2 separate regions of the Sus scrofa genome follow, and region 2 is linked to region 1. The links are chromatin contacts, called in public HiChIP or PLAC-seq maps. All regions are on one chromosome and are shown on one strand. The core of a region is the stretch at or near the end of the contact, and the rest is flanking DNA. Distances in the headings are between cores, read along the strand shown. Region 1 has its middle 62 kb from the start of CYCS. Region 2 overlaps OSBPL3 (oxysterol-binding protein-related protein 3).

Region 1 (3,574 bases), core at 102-2,601:
ATTTGCAGCAACATAGTTGGACCTAGAGACTATATTAAGTGGAGTAAGACAGAGAAAGACATACATATCATATATCACTTATGTGAAATCTTAAAAAAGGGTACAAATGAATTTACTTGCAGAACAGAAATAAATTTACGGACATAGAAAACAAACTTATGGTTACCAAAGAGGATAACAGGAAGGGGGGGAAATAAATAAGGAGTTTGGAATTAATAGATATGTACTATTATATATAAAATAAACAACAAGGATTTACTGTATAACACAGGGAACTATATTCAATATCTTGTAATAATCTATAATGGAAGAGAATCTGAAAAAGAATATATATATTTTATATATACAAAAGATATATATTTATATACCTATAAAATATATATCTTATAATTTATATATAAATATATTTTATATACATAAATACATATTTATATGTATGTATCTGAATCACTTTGCTGTAAACCTGAAACTAACACAACATTGTAAACTATCCTTCAATTAAAACATGGTTAAAATAAGAAGAAAAAAATTGTAATTTTAAATTCTTAAAAAAAAAAAAAAGCATGCAAAGTCCAGCACGCAAAGGCCTAAAGCTCAACAACTTCTGCTCCTGTCCCCTCCTCCCTTGGAAGGACCTAGAGAAGAGGGCTCTCTTAAATCGTGTTCTCTTGCCTGCCTGTCCTCTTCTCTTTGCAGCAGTAAGGTGGCCTCGGCCAGAGGAAAGAGCCCCCGATGGCGATTGGCAGTGGTCTAGCAGAGGGGGCTAAAAATGGTCAACCTAGCTTACTTTGGGGATGGATGATAAGGAGCCTCTAAGGTCATAGCAGGCATTCGTGGTTTTACAAGTATTTTCCCAGGACAGGGGCCTAGGAGCATAACTGACCACAATAATGGCAGCCAAATGGTATTTGGCGCAAGCCCCAGCCTGCAGCATTGAAGGACCCCTAGGCCTCACCCTCACCCCACAAGAGCCTACTGGTTCCAGCAGAGACAGAGAGTGCCGGTACCCTGCTTCAGACTACATTTTTAATTGCTGCTCCCAGCAATGGACCCACCTGTGCTCGCCAGCACACCTTCCTTCCCCCTCTGCTGATGTGCCGGAAGCCTCAGAAAAGCCTGTGACGTGAGGGCCAAGTCCTGAGCCAGGCCACTGTCAGACCCACGCACACCACGCACGTGCCAGTTGTGCAAGATTGTGTGGCCCATCCAGGCCTGGTCTCCACTGAAGTCACAAAGCCAAGCTTCACTCACTGTCCCTCATCCACCTCCCACCACCATGCTGCACCTGCTCAAGAGCCCCATTCCTGCCCTCGCTGTGTATGAGCACTTGTATTACAACAACATTCCAACAGATGGCAGTATAGAGCCTTGAGGAAGGCGTCCCTTTTCCAACCAACTCCCAAAAAGGTGCCCGAAGAACTAGCAGCAGCATCCCTGCCAAGACAGATTCAGCCCTGAGGACCCTGTGAACTCTACTTCCGGTAGCATCCCCAGCACAAAGGAACTGGAGAGTGAGTGCTAGCCTTGATCAGCAGAGAGATGCTCAGCGTGTCCCCTACCCAGACTGAAGGGGAGAGGTGCCCCTGCTGAGCTGCCAGCAAGGGGGGGGGGAGTGCCATCCCCCCATTCGTCCTTGACACCTTCTCTGGAGACAGTCCCTCTCCCTGGAATGCAGGAGTGACGAAGCCCTGCCCCCAGCTGCAGAAGTACTGGGGCCCAGGGCTGGCTTCATTTTCTCAGGTAGTAGATGTTCCCCTTTTTTGGCTCCATGACTCCATAATTGCAAACAAGGGGGTGCCTGTGCAGGCCTAGAAGAGCAATAACAAGGGTCCATCGTTGGCCTTGAATGCGCTCAAGGTAAAATAAGCAGCATGAAAAAGCTCAGCCTGCCTGTACTTACAGAATGAGTCACACTGAGCAGAGGGTGTGAAACATTAAATAGCACTGCCCAGAGCACTGGGATAGTTTAAGTGCCAGTCCCTTCGCCACGAGGCAGGGAGTGTGCTACAGGGTGTGGCAGGAAGTCACAGACCCTTAAGGCTTGGGCACAGAGGGACCGGCCAGAGTGTCATCACAGAGAACAAGCTGTGAGTCGCTGATTACGTCAACTAGTGGCTACATGGGTCGGTGGAAGGGTGACACCAGAGAGAAGATTATGAGGAAGGACCAGGCTATGTGGGGAATGAGCTAGTTATGGACTGACAAATTAATGGTGAAATTAATGATGAAATTGATGGTAAACTGGCCACCACTAGGAATACAGCAAACATCAGCAAAGAGATTCCTGCAATGGAAAAACTTTCCAGGAGTTCCCGTCGGGGCTCAGTGGTAACAAACCCACCAGGAGGCGGGTTCCCCATCCCTGGCCTCGCTCAGTGGGTTAAGGATCTGGCATTGCTGTGGCTGTGGCGTAGGCCGGTGGCTACAGCTCCGATCCGACCCCTAGCCTGGGAACCCCCATATGCTGCAGGTGCGGCCCTAAAAAGACCCCAAAAAAAGGAAAAAAGAAAAGAAAAACCTTCCTGACCCTCAAGGGGCACTTGAGCACAAACGCACATGCTCAGTGGAAGTGGGGATCCTGTGCGATCCGTCAAGGTCATGGACATCACCGTCGGAGAGCAGTTTTAGGAAGACGCCTGTATTCTCTGTCTCAGCCTTTTCTCTGACATGGAGCAAGTCTCAGCTAGTCCATTGCTTTCCAACCTCTGCTCTCTGGAACGATGAACGCCTGTAACTGTGTTACAGAGAAAACTACGAATACAGTCAGAGTCATAACGATACAATAATTTCCTCTTTCTGTACTTTCAACTCTTTTCCTATATACATTATCCCATCTGAAGCCATCAACATTAAGGTGCTGTGGAGAAAAACAAATAAAAGGGATGGCAAAGAAGTCTGTAAATAATTGAATACCAATCATTCATGCTGGCAGGGTTCTAAAGGAAAATCGCCTTGGGCGAGTTTCAGGGCTTTCTCCATAAATAAGCCACCATAAAATCTGTTAACATCAGTCCTCCCTTTCAGTTGTTGTTCTGTCTTTTAAAAATGTTGCTGTGCTAAACGGAAAGGAGCAGAGAGAAGCTTTCAAAACCAGTGGCTACAAAAGGCTGAGAACAGGTTCCTTGGGCAGGAACAAAGAGGATGCCGTATTCACATCAAATTGCACCAACTCCTTCAGGAAGTCACTGTATGACATTGGTTTTTTCCCCTTGAACTTTCAATCAATACGCAGAGTCACGCTTCTCCTAGGGAGACTCCCACCCCCAGCCCACCTCATGCCATCTTAGCCCCTGGCAGAAAACTTTACCCAAGAGATTTCCCCCATCCTTTTGACAACTGGGATAACGACACCTGGTCTAAAAGGTAAAAATCGGGAGTCCCGTTGTGGCGCAGTGTGAGTGACAAACCAGATTAGTATTCATTAGGATGTGGGTTCGATCCCTGGCCTCGTTCAGTGGGTTAAGGAGCGGGCATTACTGTGAGCTGCCTTGTAGGTCTCAGACGCAGCACAGATCTGGCATGGCTGTGGCTGTGGTGGAGGCCGGCAGCTGCAGCTCCGATTTGACCGCTAGCC
Region 2 (3,558 bases), core at 512-3,011, 170 kb before region 1:
GCACGGAGTGCCAAGAAAGTGACTCATCTGGGGTGAGAATAGAGAGGAGGTGATTTTGATTGTGGCGAGGGCTTGGGTAGAGGAGCAGAGGGAGACACAGCTGGACTCCAAGGTAGGGCCAGGGTGGAGAGGACCTTAGAGAGATACCAGGTTACTCTTGGGAAGTCTGCTGTTTTGCCTCTGTTTTACTTACATGGTCATTTCTGGGCCTTTATTATTTTAATAGCATCTTATCACTGAAGTAGCCTCAGACTTTCCCCTCCCTGGGGAAAACAAAACTGTTGAGTCAGTTCAGTTCACAACTGCATCAACAGCACCTACAGAAAATTCCAGTCACTGCACAGCTCATGAGCTGTGCTTTCAACAAAAGCATCTGAGACAGAGTCCCGCCTTCCTGGATTCTGCACTGGGGTCAAAGCCAACCGTGAATAAATGCACTGATTCTCTTAAGGCACCTCGTGTAGTTGCTATCAAAGCAGTGTCTCTACAGCCCACTAAAATGTATTTGCTGTACCTGCCATTCTGGAATTTCAGAACAGTTTGGACAGTTCAGTAATTTCTAGAAGTGTTTGAAGAGTTTGGTGTTCTCCAGACTGTGGAAGGCAGCGGACTGTCTGTCATTTGTGGACACGTAAAGTGACAAAGAAACTCTGACAAATATATATACCATTTTTGCTGGTCTAAATGTCTTCCCATATCAAACATTGATTTGTTTTTCCTTTACAAGATTTACTCAGTGTAGCTGTATATTGAGAATTGAGTCTTTTATCTTTGCCCTTCCTCCTTTCAGGGAATAATGTCACAAGCATATGTATGACCCAAAAATAGGCAGCAAGAAGAAGTAAAGGCTCAGAAAGGGGACATCTGAAAAACTACGACAGAATATATAGTTAATTATTTTTCTCTGTTGGGCCCAGAGAACCAGAAAAAAACAGGTCCAGGAGTTCCCGTCGTGGCGCAGTGGTTAACGAATCCGACTAGGAACCATGAGGTTGCGGGTTCGGTCCCTGCCCTTGCTCAATGGGTTACCGATCCTGCGTTGCCGTGAGCTGTGGTGTAGGTGGCAGACGCGGCTCGGATCCCGCGTTGCTGTGGCTCTGGCGTAGGCCGGTGGCTACAGCTCCGATTCAACCCCTAGCCTGGGAACCTCCATATGCCGCGGGAGCGGCCCAAGAAATAGCAACAACAACAACAACAACAAAAAAGACAAAAGACAAAAAAAAAAAAAACAAACAGGTCCAGACAGTCAGACCTGAGGGCTCCTTACAGCTGTTTCCCTCATCTGTGTTACTCTTAGCCCTGCATTCATGGAGGTGCTGGCTTCTGGAGGCTTGTTTAAACAATCATCATTTGGAGTTCCCGCTGTGGAGCAGTGGGGAAAGGATCTGGCAGTGTCTCTGCAGCGGCTAGGATTCAATCCCGGCCACGGGTGTGGAGAAGAAAGAAAACAGTGACACAACATCAGCCACAAAACCCTGGTCATCTGTACACAGGGCACAGGGAACTCGAATTAACTTCGAAAGAAGCTTTCTAGCATCTAAAGAAACTCGCTGTCCTTCAAAAAGAAGGATGCCTGATCCTCTACCATTTAGACACGGAACCAGCAGTTAATTGGAGCCATATTTTCTTTCTACAGGGTAGGAAAAACACAGACCTACTGGATTGTTTTGAGACTCCAGGGAAGAATAGGAAAGGATATTATGAGCTGTAAAGATGCTATCAGACGCTTGTTAACTCCTAGAGCCCTCTGCTGCCTCTTCTTCTCAGAGCAGCCTTGGCGGATGCCAGGCCGTCTGGCTCTGCCTTGTGCCAGCAGCTCTGGAGCTGAAAGGATGAAGGAGAGGAGCTGCCACCGCGTGGTACTGCTTGAGGGCTCCTGGGACTCTTCCTTCTAGAAGGTGAGGGGTTTATGTGTCAAACACTTGCACACAGCACTTACTACAGGCAGGTTCTCTCTCTCTCTCTTTTAATGTTTTTTCTTTCTCAGCTCTCTTCTAAGCAACTGGTACAAGCTTATAAGAAACCAAGGCACAGAAGGGTTAAGGACCTTGCCCAAGGTCAAACAGCTTATTAACAGCTCAAGATTTAAACTCAGGGGTCTGGCTCTCAAGCAACTTAATGCTCACTGCCTTTTCTTTCTTGTGACTGTCATAGAACAATGCAACAATCATGCCAAGCCACACCTCCTGGATGGGCCTTTCTTGCGATGTTGATTCAGCCCCTACTTACAAAAGGCAGCTGGCAAACTTCAGCATCTAAGGACAGGATGAATTAAAAGAAGTTAAGTGGAACTAGGCATTCTCAATACCCAGAGAGCTGAAATTATAAACACCTGAACATTATAGCTTTCACTCACTCTGCTTGGCAAACTCCCACTTAACTTGTGTGTCTCACGGGTTCTGGCACCAAGCCCAGCCAGCCTGGCTGCCCTAGAGAACAGCATAATCTAAGAGTCTGCATAAATAAAGTCTCATCAGGTGACCCTGGGAGAGCTCAAAGGCCACCTCAGATTATCCCAGGGACAAGGGGGTGACAAGAATAAATTGCATAACTGTATGGGGACTGACCTAGCAACCGATTTCCCCATTTCAAATCCCCTCCAATAATGAGTGAAGTGTGTCGATTCTTTTAGAAGATTCATTTCCTGATTTCTGACTTACACACCAAATGCTACAACACACTTTAAAAAGGAAAAAAAAAAAAAAAAAAGGAAGCTATGCTCTGTTTACAATCCACGATCTTCCCAATCAGAGTCCATTTCTTATTTATAGCGGCCTGTTCAGCTGTCCTGTCCTTAGTAGCGTCACGTCTCCCTGCTCCCAGTCTTTTAATAATAGTTTCTCAACGGATACTGGTTGAAGAAACAAAAGCTAGGGCCTATAGAATGCTTTCAAAAGAGACAAAAGCTTTTCATGCTTCTCTAAATCTAGCTGGCTTCTAAAATGTGTTACTTTGAAAGTTCTAGGAAGGAAATGTAAGGGGCAGAGGGAAAAAGACAAGAGGAAATTACTCATATTTCACAAGTTTTGAAATAGCAATTCTCTCTCCCCCTTAGACATCCCTTAAGCTACTTAATATACACACAGAGCTTTGGGAACAGCAGGCTTTCTTTCTACCTAGCAACCACAAGCTCATTCATCCATTCATTTCATCCACGCTGACCCAAAATGTCTCCCAAGGGCTAGCCCAGGTACTTCATATATGTGATTTCGTTTAGTTCTCAAAAGGACGCAAAATTATCTACATTTTGTAGCTGAAAATCCAAGACTCAGAGGTTTTCTCGAACATGGCAAGGTCAGCCAGCTGGCCAAAAGCAGAGCCAGTGTGAATCTAGGTCAGTTTCAACAGGGACGGTCTTTTACTTCCGTTTCATACTTTCCAGTCGAACAGTCTGTTTGGAGAGCCCGGGTATAGGAAGCGTTTAAAGAGTGCATCATTTGCCAGAAATAACTCAATGGAGGGGTCTTTGCTCATTTTTTGAAATCCTCATAATACGTCCGTCCCTGGAGTGAGGGGGCTGGGGAATTTGTGGCTTTTTGCTCCCATTCCCCACGTGCC

The links. HiChIP or PLAC-seq counts read pairs in DNA pulled down with a chosen protein or histone mark.
Region 2: an H3K27ac HiChIP or PLAC-seq map of alveolar macrophages shows a contact between it and region 1. The contact joins two enhancer-like sites. A contact is called at or near these places in 1 of 47 Hi-C or Micro-C datasets (skeletal muscle) and 1 of 2 datasets of contacts at active chromatin or transcription factors (alveolar macrophages).

What each region holds. Positions count from the first base shown.
Region 1 is chr18:47,230,433-47,234,006 of Sscrofa11.1, reverse strand. No RefSeq gene overlaps it. Among named protein-coding and RNA genes, the nearest start is that of CYCS, 62 kb to the right of the region's middle. Within about 2 kb of position 1,351, at least 17 of the 83 cell types and tissues checked have an H3K27ac peak or open chromatin away from gene starts, as enhancers often do. A contact at or near this core is called in alveolar macrophages, where this site is marked.
Region 2 is chr18:47,397,869-47,401,426 of Sscrofa11.1, reverse strand. The region is part of intron 2 of OSBPL3 (oxysterol-binding protein-related protein 3); the gene reads right to left. It also overlaps the pseudogene LOC102166253. Among named protein-coding and RNA genes, the nearest start is that of OSBPL3, 100 kb to the right of the region's middle. Within about 2 kb of position 1,761, at least 33 of the 83 cell types and tissues checked have an H3K27ac peak or open chromatin away from gene starts, as enhancers often do. A contact at or near this core is called in alveolar macrophages, where this site is marked.